2 separate regions of the Sus scrofa genome follow, and region 1 is linked to region 2. A link is a contact called in public HiChIP or PLAC-seq data. All regions are on one chromosome and are shown on one strand. The core of a region is the stretch at or near the end of the contact, and the rest is flanking DNA. Distances in the headings are between cores, read along the strand shown. Region 1 has its middle 90 kb from the start of SLC44A3. Region 2 has its middle 20 kb from the start of SLC44A3.

Evidence for each region. HiChIP or PLAC-seq counts read pairs in DNA pulled down with a chosen protein or histone mark.
Region 1: an H3K27ac HiChIP or PLAC-seq map of alveolar macrophages shows a contact between it and region 2. The contact joins two enhancer-like sites. A contact is called at or near these places in 1 of 5 promoter capture datasets (liver), 4 of 47 Hi-C or Micro-C datasets (embryonic fibroblasts and liver) and 1 of 2 datasets of contacts at active chromatin or transcription factors (alveolar macrophages).

What each region holds. Positions count from the first base shown.
Region 1 is chr4:122,708,416-122,715,767 of Sscrofa11.1, forward strand. No RefSeq gene overlaps it. Among named protein-coding and RNA genes, the nearest start is that of SLC44A3, 90 kb to the left of the region's middle. Within about 2 kb of position 4,981, at least 27 of the 83 cell types and tissues checked have an H3K27ac peak or open chromatin away from gene starts, as enhancers often do. A contact at or near this core is called in alveolar macrophages, where this site is marked.
Region 2 is chr4:122,637,993-122,645,238 of Sscrofa11.1, forward strand. No RefSeq gene overlaps it. Among named protein-coding and RNA genes, the nearest start is that of SLC44A3, 20 kb to the left of the region's middle. Within about 2 kb of position 5,284, at least 7 of the 83 cell types and tissues checked have an H3K27ac peak or open chromatin away from gene starts, as enhancers often do. A contact at or near this core is called in alveolar macrophages, where this site is marked.

The sequences.
Region 1 (7,352 bases), core at 3,731-6,230, 70 kb after region 2:
GGCGTTGCCGTGAGCTGTGGTGTAGGTTGCAGACGCGGCTCGGATCCCGCATTGCTGTGGCTCTGGCGTAGGCCGGTGGCTACAGCTCCGATTAGACCCCTAGCCTGGGAACCTCCATATGCCGTGGGAGCCGCCGCAGAAATAGCAACAACAACAACAACAGCCACAACAAAAAAAAAAAAAAAAAAAAAAAAAAAGACAAATCCCTTTAAAGTTGAACAAAGATGTAGATAGAAGATTTACAAAAAAGAAACAGTACCAAAGACCATGCATCATATGGCAGAGGCCCCATTCTCCATGTAAACAATGAAAGCTACTGTTTCCAGAAGGTGGGGAAAAGAGAAACTCTCTTGCATTATTGGTGGGATTGTAAGTCTGAAGAATCCTTCTTGAGGGCAATTAAGCAATAAGAGTTCAAAATTTAGAATTTGCATGATCTTTTACCCAGTAATTCTAGGAGTTTGCCCTATGGGAATATATCAGATAAGGGTACCAAGTTTATGAGAAAGACTATCAATTGCACCATTAATAATAAAACAGTTAAAAATGCAAATAAGTCAAGCTTTAATCACAGTGCTTTGGTTAAATAAGTCATGGTACAGCCCGGTCATGGAATATTATGCTGTTGTCAGAAGAGAAGCAAATCTCTAAATCTCTGTATTTCTACAAGGAAAAATGCCTGCGCTATATCAAGGGAAAAAGGCAGGTTATAAAGCATATTATCCATCTACGCATCCCTCCTTTCATGCTTTCATCAAACAAGAAAACCGTAAGCGTATTATCAAATCATGAACAGTAATTATCACGGATCAAGTTAGGCTGTTCAGTGACTTCCACGTTCTGTTTCACATGTAGAACATCTTACAGTGTATCATTGTTAAAACAGCAAAAACAAGAGCCATTGCCAATTTGGGGGAAAGTTGTTCTTCTCGTGGATTAAAAGAGCAATATGCGAGATTCACCTCTCTCTCTCTGCTGGCATTGGGGGAACCTGGTGTCACATGGGGTAATTTTTCATTGTGAGGCGTCTTATTGGAGGATTTGCCCCTGGTGGCAGAGCCTCCCATCACGTGGAATTTGTCCTGCATTTTTGACCCCAAGCTTTCCTAACTCCCAAGAAACAAAATACAGCATTTTCACAGTCCAGTCCGGCACCAGCAAAGGGGAACAAATTACACTTAATTTCCAACTTGTAGTGGATCAGAATTGTGTGGGTCAATGAAATCTGCAAATAATAGAAGTTTTTACTCATTCATTTTAGCTCTTCTACCTACACTCCCTTCAGTCATTCTTTTTACTCATGACCAAAACAAAGTGATCGGATTTCTGTTTCTCTTTTGCCCATGTGTTCCTGGCCTGACCTGTTCTTAGAGAACGCTTGCTGGTTCCTATTGATCACTAATTTCTTTTCTACCTGATCACAAAAGGTTAACTAAGACAAGTCTACAGGGTTTGTTTTGGTTTGGTTTGGTTTGGCATTGATGGCAGGCTCATGGAACTCTGGTTCCTGGAACGTCATCCTTTTCCCTTCTTAGGAAACTAATCGCTTTGCCCTCTGACTCACCATATCAATGCCTTTATGTCGGTGGGACCTGATAAGCTGAAAGTGGCAAAAACTCTGGATGCCCTAGTAGGATACCTGTGTTCTAGAGGGTTGGCGATAAACCCTAGAGAGATGCCAGGGCCCAGCCACATTGGCGAAGTTTTTAGGCTCCAGTGTTCTGGCCTTTGCTGAACCTTCTCTCCAAGGCAAAGGACCAGTGAAAGCATCTGCCCCTCTCACAACCGAGAAAGAAGCACAGCTCCTAGGAAGTCCTTCAGGTCCTGGAGGGACTGAACTTGGGGCAGCTGCTCTATCCCATTTATCGGAGGACTCACATGGCTAGCAGTTTAGATTTGGACCCAGAGCCAGGCTGTGGTAGGAGCTATTCTGGCATTTGGGCTGCGCTAACTGGGAAATCTCGAGGCACTGGAGGTACCCGTGATAAACAGGGGCACTGTGGGGTGTCTCTGATAAGTCTCACTAGGGGACCTGCAGCACAGATCCCTAGGTTCTGGAGCAAGGGCGTGCTCTCTGCTGCAAGAAGTTATGCACGTTTTGAACGGCAGCTCTTGGCAGGCTACTGAACCTGGCAAGAGACTGAGCATCTTGCCAGAAGGCATCAAATACCTGTGCCTCCAGAGTTCCCGAGGGCTGTCATTCCCACCCAGACCTAAGTTTGGAAAGGCCCAGCCTGATTCATCTTACGGTGATCACGGCACAGCCAGGACCTGGCCTGAGCAGGTCCAGAGGCATGAGCATGCTAACTGAGCAAGTTGAACAGACTCCCATGTCGCCTACTTATGTCGCATTGATGTGTCTCTCTAAACTCGCATGCATGGCCAGGGGTTTCCTGTTTCCAGCTGGCAGAGGAGGAAAAGAAAATCCAGGCCTGGCTCCTGGAGGGATTGAGTGGGTCTGTTGGCACGAGCTGCAAACAGACTGTGCTGCATTTCAGCTCTACCCAGGGGACTCTGAAAAGAGTGGGTGGGGGGGCGGAGAAAATCCTCCCCACAGGCAGGGCTCCAGGCAGCATACTGGTCAGCCAGTTTGTGAGGAGAGAGGAATGGCTCTGGCCACAGCTGTACTGTGGGTCCTAAGCTGTGGCAGGTGGTTGGCTGCTGGGTCAAGGGTTTGGATGGAGCAAGATGGGAGGAAGCCTGGGGATGAGGCGACGTGGGAGAAGAGCATAGAGGGGCCCAGGATGTAGGGATTGTCACCCCATAACACGAATGCCCACGAAAGAGAATCCCTCCAGAATCAGGGGACAGGATGACTGAGCGTATAACCCAACCTGCTGCCACCTTCCCAGTGCCAGCACCTGGGGCCTCTGCAGGAAGTCACCAGGGGGCAGAAATGGGGACAAGCTATGCACCCCGCCTGGCAGAGCCAATGGCCCTGGTCGTCATAGGAGGTAGGGTTGCTTCTGTATTATGGGGGCAAGAAGAATAGGTTTGGAAACTAAGGAATGTATTGGGGGGCGTATCTTGGAGTCCAGTTTTAGCTGTGGTCGGGGGTCATAGCCACTACAACCAGATAAAACATGGAAACCCGGGTTCAGACCTCTCAGGGATAAAGCCTGTGTCATTTCAGCAAGCAAGCCACATCGAGCAGTGGAAGTGCTGGTGGCGAGTGCGGGGAGCTAAGACAGTGGGGAGGAGGGGGGCTTCCCTCTGGTGTTTTGCTTCTAACGTCCCCATGCCAGTGACTTTCTTCGGAAGACTGCCACCTGGTAACCACCCTGCTTTGTCCCCCAGCGCCGAGCCCAGAAATGCCTGGGGAGTTCCCACTTCCTCGCCCCCCACCCCTTGTAGCCAGGGGCTGACTGAGTTTGTTGGCACAGAGTCCAGCTCCCTGCCTCGACGGGGACACACTCACACGTCCCTCCCTCATGAATCTCCCCTCGTTTCGAGCCCTTTCTCCGGGCTGCTCCCCTCTCTCCTGGGGCCTGTCTTCGGTCACGTGTCCTGGATTCTTTCTTGCAGGGGCCGCTGGCGTCACCCAGCCTTCAGGTGGATAAACCGGGGGAGGGTTGGTCGTAACAGGTCACATTCCTTGGGCATCAACCTGGCACCCAGCACCGTGTTGAGGGCTCTCCCATGCCTGGTCCTCTGAATCCTCTCCAACCACCAACACCCCCACCCCCACCCGGGCACACGCCCTGGCGCCTGAATGTCTGGGGTCCAGTTGCTTTTCTGCCAATGACCCGCTGTGGGACCTTGGCAAGGTTACTTTCCCCACCTGCACAAGGCGGGGAATGACAGCATCTGCCTCACAGGCCGGTTGTGAAAACCCGCTGCATTAGTGTAAAGCACGGGAGCGCTGCTTGTAGAGGGCATTACACCGACAACGTGTCACATGAGGGGCCGTCGCAACTCAGAAAGATGAATTAACTTGTTCAAGGTCACCCAGCTGAAGCGGCAAAGCTTGTCTCCTAACTGTGACCCTAGGCCACCTCGGGTCAGTCCTACCGCCACTTCTTTGCCCTCATTCATTTCAAAGGGCTCACCTGCTGCCAGGCTGCGCCTCCCCGGCAGGTCTTTCTGGGCGGGAACCGGAGTGGCTGTGAGGCCAGCTCTGCATCACGGGGGACACTGTCTTGTCCTGCAGGAGCTGCCATGTGCTAGTTCTCAAAGGCCTTTCTCTGCAGCCCTGCGTTTTCTCTGTTTCAGCGGCCCCCCTACCTGGGCCGCCTCCTGTACCTCCCACAAAAGCAGGGAGGCTTCTCCTTGCTACTAAAATCAGAGCTGGATTTCCCGTCGTGGCTCAGTGGTTAACGAATCCGACTAGGAACTATGAGGTTGTAGGTTCGATCCCTGGCCTTGCTCAGTGGGTTAGGATCTGGCGTTGCTGTGAGCTGTGGTGTAGGTCGGTGGCTACAACTCCGATTAGACCCCTAGCCTGGGAACCTCCATGTGCCACAGGTGCAGCCCTAGAAAAGACAAAAAATAAAATAAAATAAAATCAGAGCATATGAGTGCTGTCTTCTTTTTTGTTAACTCAAAAATCTTTTCCTGGCGTTCCCATTGTGGCTCAGCGGTAATGAACCTGACTAGTATCCATGAGGCTGTGGGTTTGATCCCTGGCCTCGCTCAACACGCAGCTTGGACCCTGCATTGCTGTGGCTGTGGTGCAGACTGGCAGCTGCAGCTCCAACTTGACCCCTAGCCTGGGAACTTCCATATGTTTTGGGTGTGGCCTTAAAAAAAAAAAATCCTTTCCTCTGTTTTCCCAATTGCCAAAGGAAATGAGAAAATAATCCAAAGCATATGGAAACATGTCGGGAGGGAGGGAAGTGAGAAAACTCTCACTTGCCCCCCGTGTGGCTTTGCCGAGGCCGCTGCACCCCACCAGGCCCTGACTCACTGGGACCGTCGCCGCTCCTCTTGGACTTGGGGATGACACACCTGGCAGGCTTGGCGAATGTCCTTATAAGGCAGCTCCCAGGCCGCCGGCTGCCTCCCCAGCCTGCCTTTTAGTCAGGCGATGAAGCAACGTTCCTGAGCTGGGAAGGGCGGGCAGCTTGCTCTCAAAGTTTTGTGGCCTCACTCAGGCGGCCCTATTTCCTTTTTTTTTTTTTTTTTTTTTTTTTGGTATGAATGTAAGAAATCCAACGACAGGGGAACCCTAGGAAGGAGGCTGTGTATTTCCATGCTGTTCATTGAGCAACGCAGCTGGGCAGCTGCCCTGGGCCCTGCCCTTTAACCTCATGAGGTCACTGTTTCCAGGAAAGGGATTCGATCCAGATGCGCTGAGCCTCAGGGTCGCCCAGCAACCAACACGACAGGTTCATGAGGTTTGATTTTGGCCCTCAAGGCCCACGCAGGTCCCAGACCTTGGCACGGGAGCTAACGCCTTCAGTTAGAAAGGAGAAGGGACATTGGCTGTTTAATGTCATCGGTTACAGGCGTTGCCCCATTTAATTCTCGAGGTGACTGTGAAGTGGATACTTGCTGGTATAGGGAATTTCGCTGAAATGTCTGCTTTGATCTCCTGGCTTCTCTCCCTACCCCCAGCTCAGCCAGGACGAAGGAAGCCCCTTGGTCGTTTACATTTTAACCTCAGGTGTCTTCTTTTTCTTTTTTCTTTTTCTTCTTTTTTTAATTACTCAATGAATTTATTGCATTCATAGTTGTACAAAGATCCTCACAATCCAATTTTATAGGATTTCCATCCCACACCCCCAGTGTACCCCCCCCGACCCCCGAACTGTGTCCTTTGGAAGCCATAAGTTTTTCGAAGTCTGTGAGTCAGTATCTGTTCTGCAAAGAGGTTCATTGTGTCCTTTCTTCAGACTCTACATGTCGGTGATAGAGAGCATTTGATGTTGGTGTCTCATTGTCTGACTGATCTCACTATTTTCAACCTTAATATTTATGGCTCGGGAGGAGTTCCCACTGTGGCTCAGCGGGTTAAGAACCCTACTAGTATCCATGAGGACACAGGTTTGATCCCTGGCCTTGCTCAGTGGGTTAAGGATCTGGCCTTGCTGAGAGCTGTGGTGTAGGTCACAGACGAGGCTTGGATCCGGCATTGCTGTGGCTGTGGTGTAGGCCAGCGACTGCAGCTCCGATTCAACCCCTAGCCTGGGAACGTCCATACGCTGTAGGCGTGGCCATCTTCATGGCTCAGATGTGTCCCAGAAGCTCCCTCCCAGCTCAGATATGCACATCAACCACTCCCGCCAGTGGCAAATGCTTGACCCCCGGCTACCCAGGGGGACCTTGCTGACCTTTGACTCCCCTCTGGGCCCCATCCTGAGCCAGAGAGGAGGCCCAGCCCCTTCTACAGCTTCATCTGTGGGCCTCCGATTCTCAGCCCATGGCGCCCCCTCAGTAGAGCCTGTTTGGATGCAGCCGCTGATGCCGGGGGTCTCCTGGGCTGCACCCTCTTGGGAGCAGAGGTGCCGCAGACACGGACGCCTCCCTGCACCACACTAGATGGACCCCCGCGACGTCCTCTCTCCCACCTGCTCTTTCGGAGCGCTTAGCACACGTTTCTCATAGACAGTGGGGAGACAACTGCCCTGGAAAATCTGGCGGGGTATCTAGATGGCTTCTCTGGGCAGGATGTGTCAGCCCCGCTCCTGGTGCCCGTGTCCCCCCCTTCCCTCCCTTCACCCTGACCCGCTGCCCCGTCTCCAGGGCGAGGGCTGCCCCATAAAGCTTGGGATTCCCAGGCACAGTGACGTTTCAGGTAAATAGCAACTATCGTTTTCGTATAAGCATGTCCCCCATCCAATTGTTTTTTGTTTATCAGAAATTTAAATTTAACGATGTCCAATTTTTTCTTTCCTTCTTTTCTGTTTCCTTCCTTCTCTTCTTCCCAGCCTCCTTCCTCATCCTTTGCGAAGTCTGGTGACAATGCTGAGCTCATTCCCATCACACTGAGGCTGTCCTTTGTCACACGACTTCCTCCTTCCTGCTCTCAGGTCTCTGCCCAAAAGGCTTTTCCTCTTCGAGGCCTCGCCTGGCCCCACCCTGTCTCACCTCTGCTTTTGCCTCCGTTCCCGCTCAGCCCTGCCTGCCTCTGGCTTGACCTCCCAGGTTTGTTTTCTGTCCATCTCTCCACAAGCACGACTGAGTCATCAAGTCAGGGATTCACGTCAGTTTTGTTTGCTGCCGTGTGCCCAGGGTCTAGAACAGGGCCTGGCACAGAACATTTACCCCAAACCATTTGTTAAATGAATGGATTGTTTCTGCAGGGTCTGGAGAGAAGAATTTTGATTTTCCTGCTCAGCTCAAGAAAGAGGAGAGAGGAAGGCCCTGAGATAAGGAGGAAGTGTGGGGAGAGGAGGGAACAGAGAGACAGA
Region 2 (7,246 bases), core at 4,034-6,533:
ATAATAATTTTATTTTTTGACTCTACATGTGGAAAAAAGTTAAAACAATTTTATATATATGTGAAGCTCATAGTTTTTTTTTTCCCACAGTCCTAATAATAGCTAAAGCTTGCAAATAATCTGAATGTCCTTTAAAAGAGAAATGGTTAAATTATTCACTCAAGCAAACCTTATGCAGTCATGAAAGTAATGTTTTTGAAAATAGTATGATAGTGTGATAAATGCTTATGATGTACAACCCAGGGGGAAAAGCAGTTTACTGGATTGTGTCTCCAAGATGATGACAGCAACCTGTGAAATTTTATTTAAAAAAAAGATGGGAAGGAAATATACCAGCTTGTTCATAATGGATTTTGAGTGGAAAAACAATGGGTGATTTTTACATCCTTTTTTTCTATGCATTTCTGTAATTACCTGTTTTCTCTAATAATGACTCCCCTACCCACACACAATGCCATGTAAGGCCCCTGTTCATAACTCATGGATCAATCATTGCAAAGGACAGCTCAGTTTGAACTGTTTTCTTTGGGCATGACGGCATCTTTATCTCATTAGAAAGGCAGTTGCCTAAGGTAGGCTGTTGAACAGGGGAGTGGCTGGGGGACCGTATCAGGGGGCAACTTGATGTGGATTTCTGTCCGTTGGCTTTTCTTAGACGGATGGAATGAGAGAAAGCAGAGCACCTTTAGATAAGAGAGTGAGGAAGCAGACTTTTTGTACCAGTCACAGAAGTTACAGAAATTGAAAATCAGGAAAATGGAATTCCAGAGCAGAATTCTTTGCCTGATTGGGGGGGGGGGGTTGTCAAACATTTTCTCTTTAAAAAAGTAAGCAAAATCGAATTGAAACATGTTGTTCTTGTCATTCCTGTTCTAGTAAATTTATTTAGCCTAAAGTCATCAAATTAAAGAGATTTTAAAAAAAAAAAGAAAGAAAAAAGGAGTTCCTGTCGTGGCTCAGTGGTTAACGAATCCGCTGAGGAACCATGAGTTTGTGGGTTCGATCTCTGGCCTTGCTCAGTGGATTAAGGATCTGGCGTTGCCGTGAGCTGTGGTGTAGGTCGCAGATACGGCTTGGATCCCACGTTGCTGTGGCTCTGGCGTAGGCCGGTGGCTACAGCTCTGATTAGACCCCTAGCCTGGGAACCTCCATATGCTGTGGGAGCGGCCCTAGAAAAGGCAAAAAGACAAAAAATAAATAAAAAAATAAAGATGTTTTAGAATCTGAACACAGAATTATACACTTTTCATTTTTATGTGGTGCCTTGTCATTTGGATTATAAATTTTAAATGTATGAAATGTGTAAACTAAAGACTGAAGTTCATTGGCAATCCCAGTACCCAGAGAATGTTAGGTTTTACCACGTGAAATTTCTCATTCTCTAGTCTAGAGAGAGCTACCCGTTTGTTTTGTTTGTTTTTGAGCAATTAGCAAGTGCTTTGAGAATTTTACATGTGTTAACTAAGTTCCTTCTCAGCGATCTTCTGAGGCAGGTACAATAATTATGTATCCTGCACTGGTGAAGTTCAGCTTCTTGGCCAAGACCACGCAGCTTGGAAGTAGTGGAACCAGGGTGTGGAAACCAGGCATTCTGCTCTGAGTCTGTGCAATTAACATCTGTCTCATGGCTTCACCATCTTGATAAATCCACATTTACTGCAGTGGGATTATAGCACCTAACCTTCTAACCTGCTTTTTCTTTTTAAAGTATCTAAGCGTCATTCCTAGTCAGTAGAGATAAATCGGTGTCAGAGTTTTTTTGTTTTTGTTTTTGGCTGTGCCCACAGCATGTGGAAGTTCCCAGGTCAGGGATCAAACCTGTGCTACAGCAGCAACTAGGGCCACTGCAGTGACAATGCCAGATCCTTAACCCACCGTGCCACAAGGGAACTCATCTGTGTCAGTATTTTTAATAGCTGCATTGTATTTTATTGCATCTCATAATGTATTTGACTATAATCCATCTGGTTGGCTATTTAAAACTTTTTACTATTGTAAACAGCAAAGGAATATACATTCCCACATGCAAGCATGCCTTTGAGAGAGTGTTTCCTTAGGATAAATTCTCAGATCAGACATATCTGGGTCAAAGCGAAGGTTTTCAAGGCTTTAAATACCTGTTGCCAAAACAACTGTGCTCATTTGCATTCCCCCTTGACAGCACAGGAGAGTGTGTTTTTGTCTACACTCTAGAGTGTTTTTTGAACTTGTGCACCTTGACTTCCTATAAGATGTACATTTTCTGTAGTGATTCAGTACACACATTAACATTTTTTCTAGACTAGATGCAGTGACTTCTTTTTCTCTCCTCTCTTTCCTTTCCTTTTCAAAAATTTCTTGAATACCAGATATGATTCACTGCCTTGATTACATGATCCATGAATGGGTAGTAGTAATGCACAGTTTGAAAAAACAATGCCTGCCTATGAGCGTTATTTTTTTAGTTTGCCTATCTGATAATCTGAGATAATGGCAAGCTATTGTTTCTGTCTTCTTCAGTTACTCAAGAGGCTGAGCATTTTGGAAAATCTTGTTTTTGAAGAGAGTAAACTATAGTTCATTGTTTCTCAACTTCCAGGGCGTGTTAGAATTTTTAAAAAAAATCACATCCCTGGGAGTTCCCGTCATGGCTCAGTGGTTAATGAATCTGATGAGGAACCATGAGGTTGCGGGTTTGATCTCTGGCCTTGCTCAGTGGATTAAGGATCTGGCGTTGCCATGAGCTGTGGTGTAGGTCGCAGACGTGGCTCGGATCCCGAGTTGCTGTTGCTGTGGCTCTGGCGTAGGCCGGCAGCTACAGCTCTGGTTGGACCCCTTGCCAGGGAACCTCCATATGCCACGGGAAGCGGCCCTAGAAAAGGCAAAAAGACAAAAAAAAAAAAAAATCACATCCCTGAATTAATTGCTGGACCCAATAATCTCTAGAGATTGGCCAGGTATCAAAACTTGTGGCCGCAGCTGAGAATAAATGCTGTAGATGTTTCTAGTAAATTAGAGAAACATTTGCATGATGATGTTGTTCTTGACATACCTGGATTGTTACTTTATAAAACTGCATTTGGGCTTTGAATTTCCCTTTTCAATTCGACTTTTTTTTTTTTTTTGGTCTTTTTAGGGCTGCACCCATGGCACATGGAAGTTCCCCAGGCCCAGGGTCCAATCGGAGCTGTAGCTCCTGGCCTACACCACAGCTCACGGCGATGCCAGATCCTTAACCCACTGAGTGAGGCCAGGGATCGAACCCGTGTCCTCTTGGATGCTAGTGGGTTCACTAACCACTGAGCGACAACAGAAACTCCTGAATTTGATATTGATTTCAAATTTTACTCGACAGGCATTTCAACAAAGAAATATGATTAACTTTTTAAATGTTTTGTTCAATTGTAAGAGTTCTGACAATTAAGCACATGTCGCTTTCAAGGGTCACTCTTTTATTTAGGTCCTCTATATTTTTTGCAAGCCTGTTATGTACAGAGCATAGCATCAGACCTGTGGGGTTAGAAGGTGAGCCAGCAGCTCCCTGTGTAATAGGTACCCTAACCTCAACGTACAAATGACTATAGTGCCAGGAAGAGAGTGGTAATTTCACAATCATATGAAGTGAGAAATAAGACCATTAAAACCCTGTGTTTCTGCTATCCTCATAGCCTAGCTCATGTATGACAGTTTCATTATATATATCAAAAGCAACAGGAAAATTCAGTAATTCTTTTAGCTGGATTTCAGTCTGCTTGCCCTTTAAACAGTTCATGTTTTTCAAATTTCATAGTCACCTGAAGGTATGATTTCACTGCATCTGAAGTGTGGAGTTATACAAGGTTCTAATTTTGGCTTAGGAGCTGTTAGCTGCACAAATCACAGTTATGCTTTTTAAAGTCTAATTTAGTGGTGGCTTATGGCAAGGAAACTCATGCAAGATAGTTTAGATTCTCATGAATCAAATCATGCTGAAGGAGAACCAGAGTGCCATTTAGTTTTTCAGAGTTCCACGGAGAGTTCCCATTGCCTGCTGGACAGTCCACCTAGCTGGCCCTCTGAAACCCCCAATTCAGGGCATCTCCCCATAGATGAGCCCAATAGACTTCTTCCTGCCTCTTCCCAAACCCATCTTCTCTCCTCTTCCTGTGGCACAGGGGACAGTGGTGTGCTCGGCAGTAGGACGGAGGTTACTTTACGATGCTGATGCTATCTGCTCAGTTAAAGAAAGGGCTCACCCTCTGACCCAAAGCAGGCTGGGGCCTCGTGCATGGTCTACAGACCTGAGCCCTGGCTGGAGGGCTGGCTACTGAGATTCTAGCTCTGAAACCCCAAGAAGGCCAGCCTGGGGGGCCTTCCCCCACCTCTGCCTCCTCCATCTTCATGTCTTTGCTTCATATGTGGAGAGGCTGCAGGAGAGGACGGACACCCACAGGAGGCTCTCGGAGGGCCATCAGGACCAGCCTCCGGTCATAGGACTGTCCTGGGGCAGGGAAGCCAGCAGAGGAGCACGTCTGAGGGCTGGCACGGGTGAGAGATACAGACGACTCCCTCGTGTTCCACAAGTCGGTGTCTCAGGGGAGCTGGGGGGTTGACGTCGAGAAGGGTCATTTGTGTGCTCCCATGGTGGCCGTCTTTAGTCTGCTATTGGCCATTCTTGGCAGTTCCCAGCTTTCGGGGTTCCTTTACTCTGGCTCCCTTTCTACTGTGCTGCAGCAGGAAAAGCTGTGTCTTTGAGCAGGTTCCTCAGCCTTTCCGGGCCTCAGTTAACCCACCTGAAACTGGATGAACCACAGCCCTTTGGAAGGGGCCCGCTCTGAGGACCAGGATCAGAGCACACATGCAGCTGATCTCAGACGATCAAATGGAGTGTCCGGGAAGGGGGCCGGGGGATGGGGAGTGGGCTGCAAGTTCATGTACGATCCCTACCATCTTCTCCTGCAGCGGAAAATGATCAGCCTTTAGGCCAAAAGGCCTGGGCAGAGACGTAGCAGGACAGTCAGGGATCCAGGCAGATGGCGAATCAGCTGTTCAGTTTTTACCTGCTCCTCACCTGTCTGGGGAGCGGGGACTACGAGTCACCTAGGGAAAGAAGAGCACGTTTCATAGTCCTCAAGGCTCAGATTATTGGAGGGTGGGTTTTCCCCTTTGTGGCCATCGTCACTAGAGGTCAATGGTCAGGTCATCAAACTCAGACAAGAGGTTTTCAGAGCTGGAGAGTGAAAAACAACGGAGAGCTACATCCTGTTGGGTCACATCCTGTTCACGAAGGCAGGAAGTGGGGCAGCAGACCAAGATGGTTAGAAAAACATGATGCTTACAAGGCATTTGCATGCTACGTGTGTCTTGGTGTGTAATTCTTTTAAGGCGCTGTGAATCAAAGCCCATGTATCATGACTTTGAAAGACCTCAAGCTTCTTGTGAAATAATGCTACCGAAAAGCCAACTTTTTTTATCAGATGACTGTGCTCCATCTATAACCGTAGGAAGTAGAACATCCGATTTGCCTTCTCCGAACTGGTCACTAGGGCTCTGGGTGTTTCCCGCAGGAATAGGAATGCAATGTTGGGAATTCTCAACGGCAGTTCTTGGGAGCAGGAGACTGTGGATCTTGTCCAGAAATAGGAGTGTCGTCGTCTTTCTCGAAGGGAAGGATGGGTTTTCCCAGCCCTGGGAAGCCCTTAGTACATTGCCTGGGAGGCATCAGGCTCGTGCGGAATTGCGGGTGCCCCGCGCTCCGGGCTTCAAGGCACAGCCTGTCTCTCCTTGATTCAGCTGCCTCAGCTGCCAGAAGAGCTTCCTGGACTCAGGAAGGGCACAAGTCCCTTCTGGTCCTTTCTCTCTCTTCTCTGCTCTCAGCGACCTTCTTCCCTTCCTGCTCCTCTCCTCCTCCCTGTGCTTCACTCAGGACGATCATCAAGCAATGTTTCCAGGCTGCTTTGCGTGGGAGCGGGGTCAGGGAGAAAGCAGTTGGGGGTTTATGCTGATGATTGCTGTCCTTCAGGAAGGAGGAGGCCTCGTCCAGCTCTGGGTTATCCAGCAACTCAAGGCTGAAGAGCTTCTAAGATAAATCAAACATTTAAGACAGGGGTGCTTTCAACCACTGGACTGCTATTCCTAAAAATCTGCCTTTAAGATTGAAAAACCATGTGCTTTGCTGAATTTCCCTCTTGAATTTCCTCGAGTCTCTGGTTAAGTAATTGTGCTGGAAGCGAGCCACAATTCCTAGGAAATTGTTTCTAGCTTTTTTTTTTTTTTCAGGGCAGTACCCTGGGCATAGGAAGTTCCCAGGCTAGGGGTCAAATGGGAGCTGTAGCTACCAGTCTACACCACAGCCACAGCACCCCTGGATCCAAGCCACAACTGTGGCCTATGCCACAGCTCACAGCAACGCCAGATCTTTAACCCACTGAGCGAGGCCAGGGATCGAACCTACATTCTCATGGATACTAGTTGGGTTCATTACTGCTGAGCCACAACGGGAGCTCCAGAAATGATCTCTTAAGGATAACCATGCAGCACTGCACTAGTTGTGAGGAACATTCCAGGTAGGTAGGGCTGCTGAAGGCTTTACCTGTCACCTGGTGATTTCAGGTTTTGGCATTTAGAGAGAGAGAGAAAGAAAGAAAGCAAAGGAAAAGAATGAGATTGACTGTGCTAAGAGATATGCATGGGTAATGTCGTTTTTATTCCAGAAACTTTCAATAATGGAAATCTAACACAAATACTGCATATCATTTTAGCCCAAAATAAAAATGTGTTTTTATTTGTCCATATGCTCTTCTAATTCCTGTGATATGCAATTTTAACCTATTTATGCATCAAATATATATGTGTGTGTATATGTATGTGTATATATATATATTTATAATTTTTTTTTTTTGCCTTTTAGGGCCACACCCATGGCATATGGAAGTTCCCAAGCTAGGGTTGAATTGGAGCTGCATCTGGTGGCCTATGCCATAGCCAGAGCAATGCAGGATCCAAGCCACATCTGCAGCCTACACCACAGCTCCTGCAATGCTGGATCCTTAACCCACTGAGCAAAGTCAGGGATTGAACCTGCAACCTCATGGTTCCTAGTGGGGATAGTTAATCACTGAGCCACGAAGGGAACTCCCCATCATAAATATTTTATGTTTTACCTAAATTCATGTATAAGAGATTTTTTAAAAAAGAATGACAGATGCACTTTTGGTGCTCCTAGACAGAGCAGCAGTCCTAAGTTACACAACACAGTGAGTTGTGGGTTTCCTTTTGCCTTTGCCCA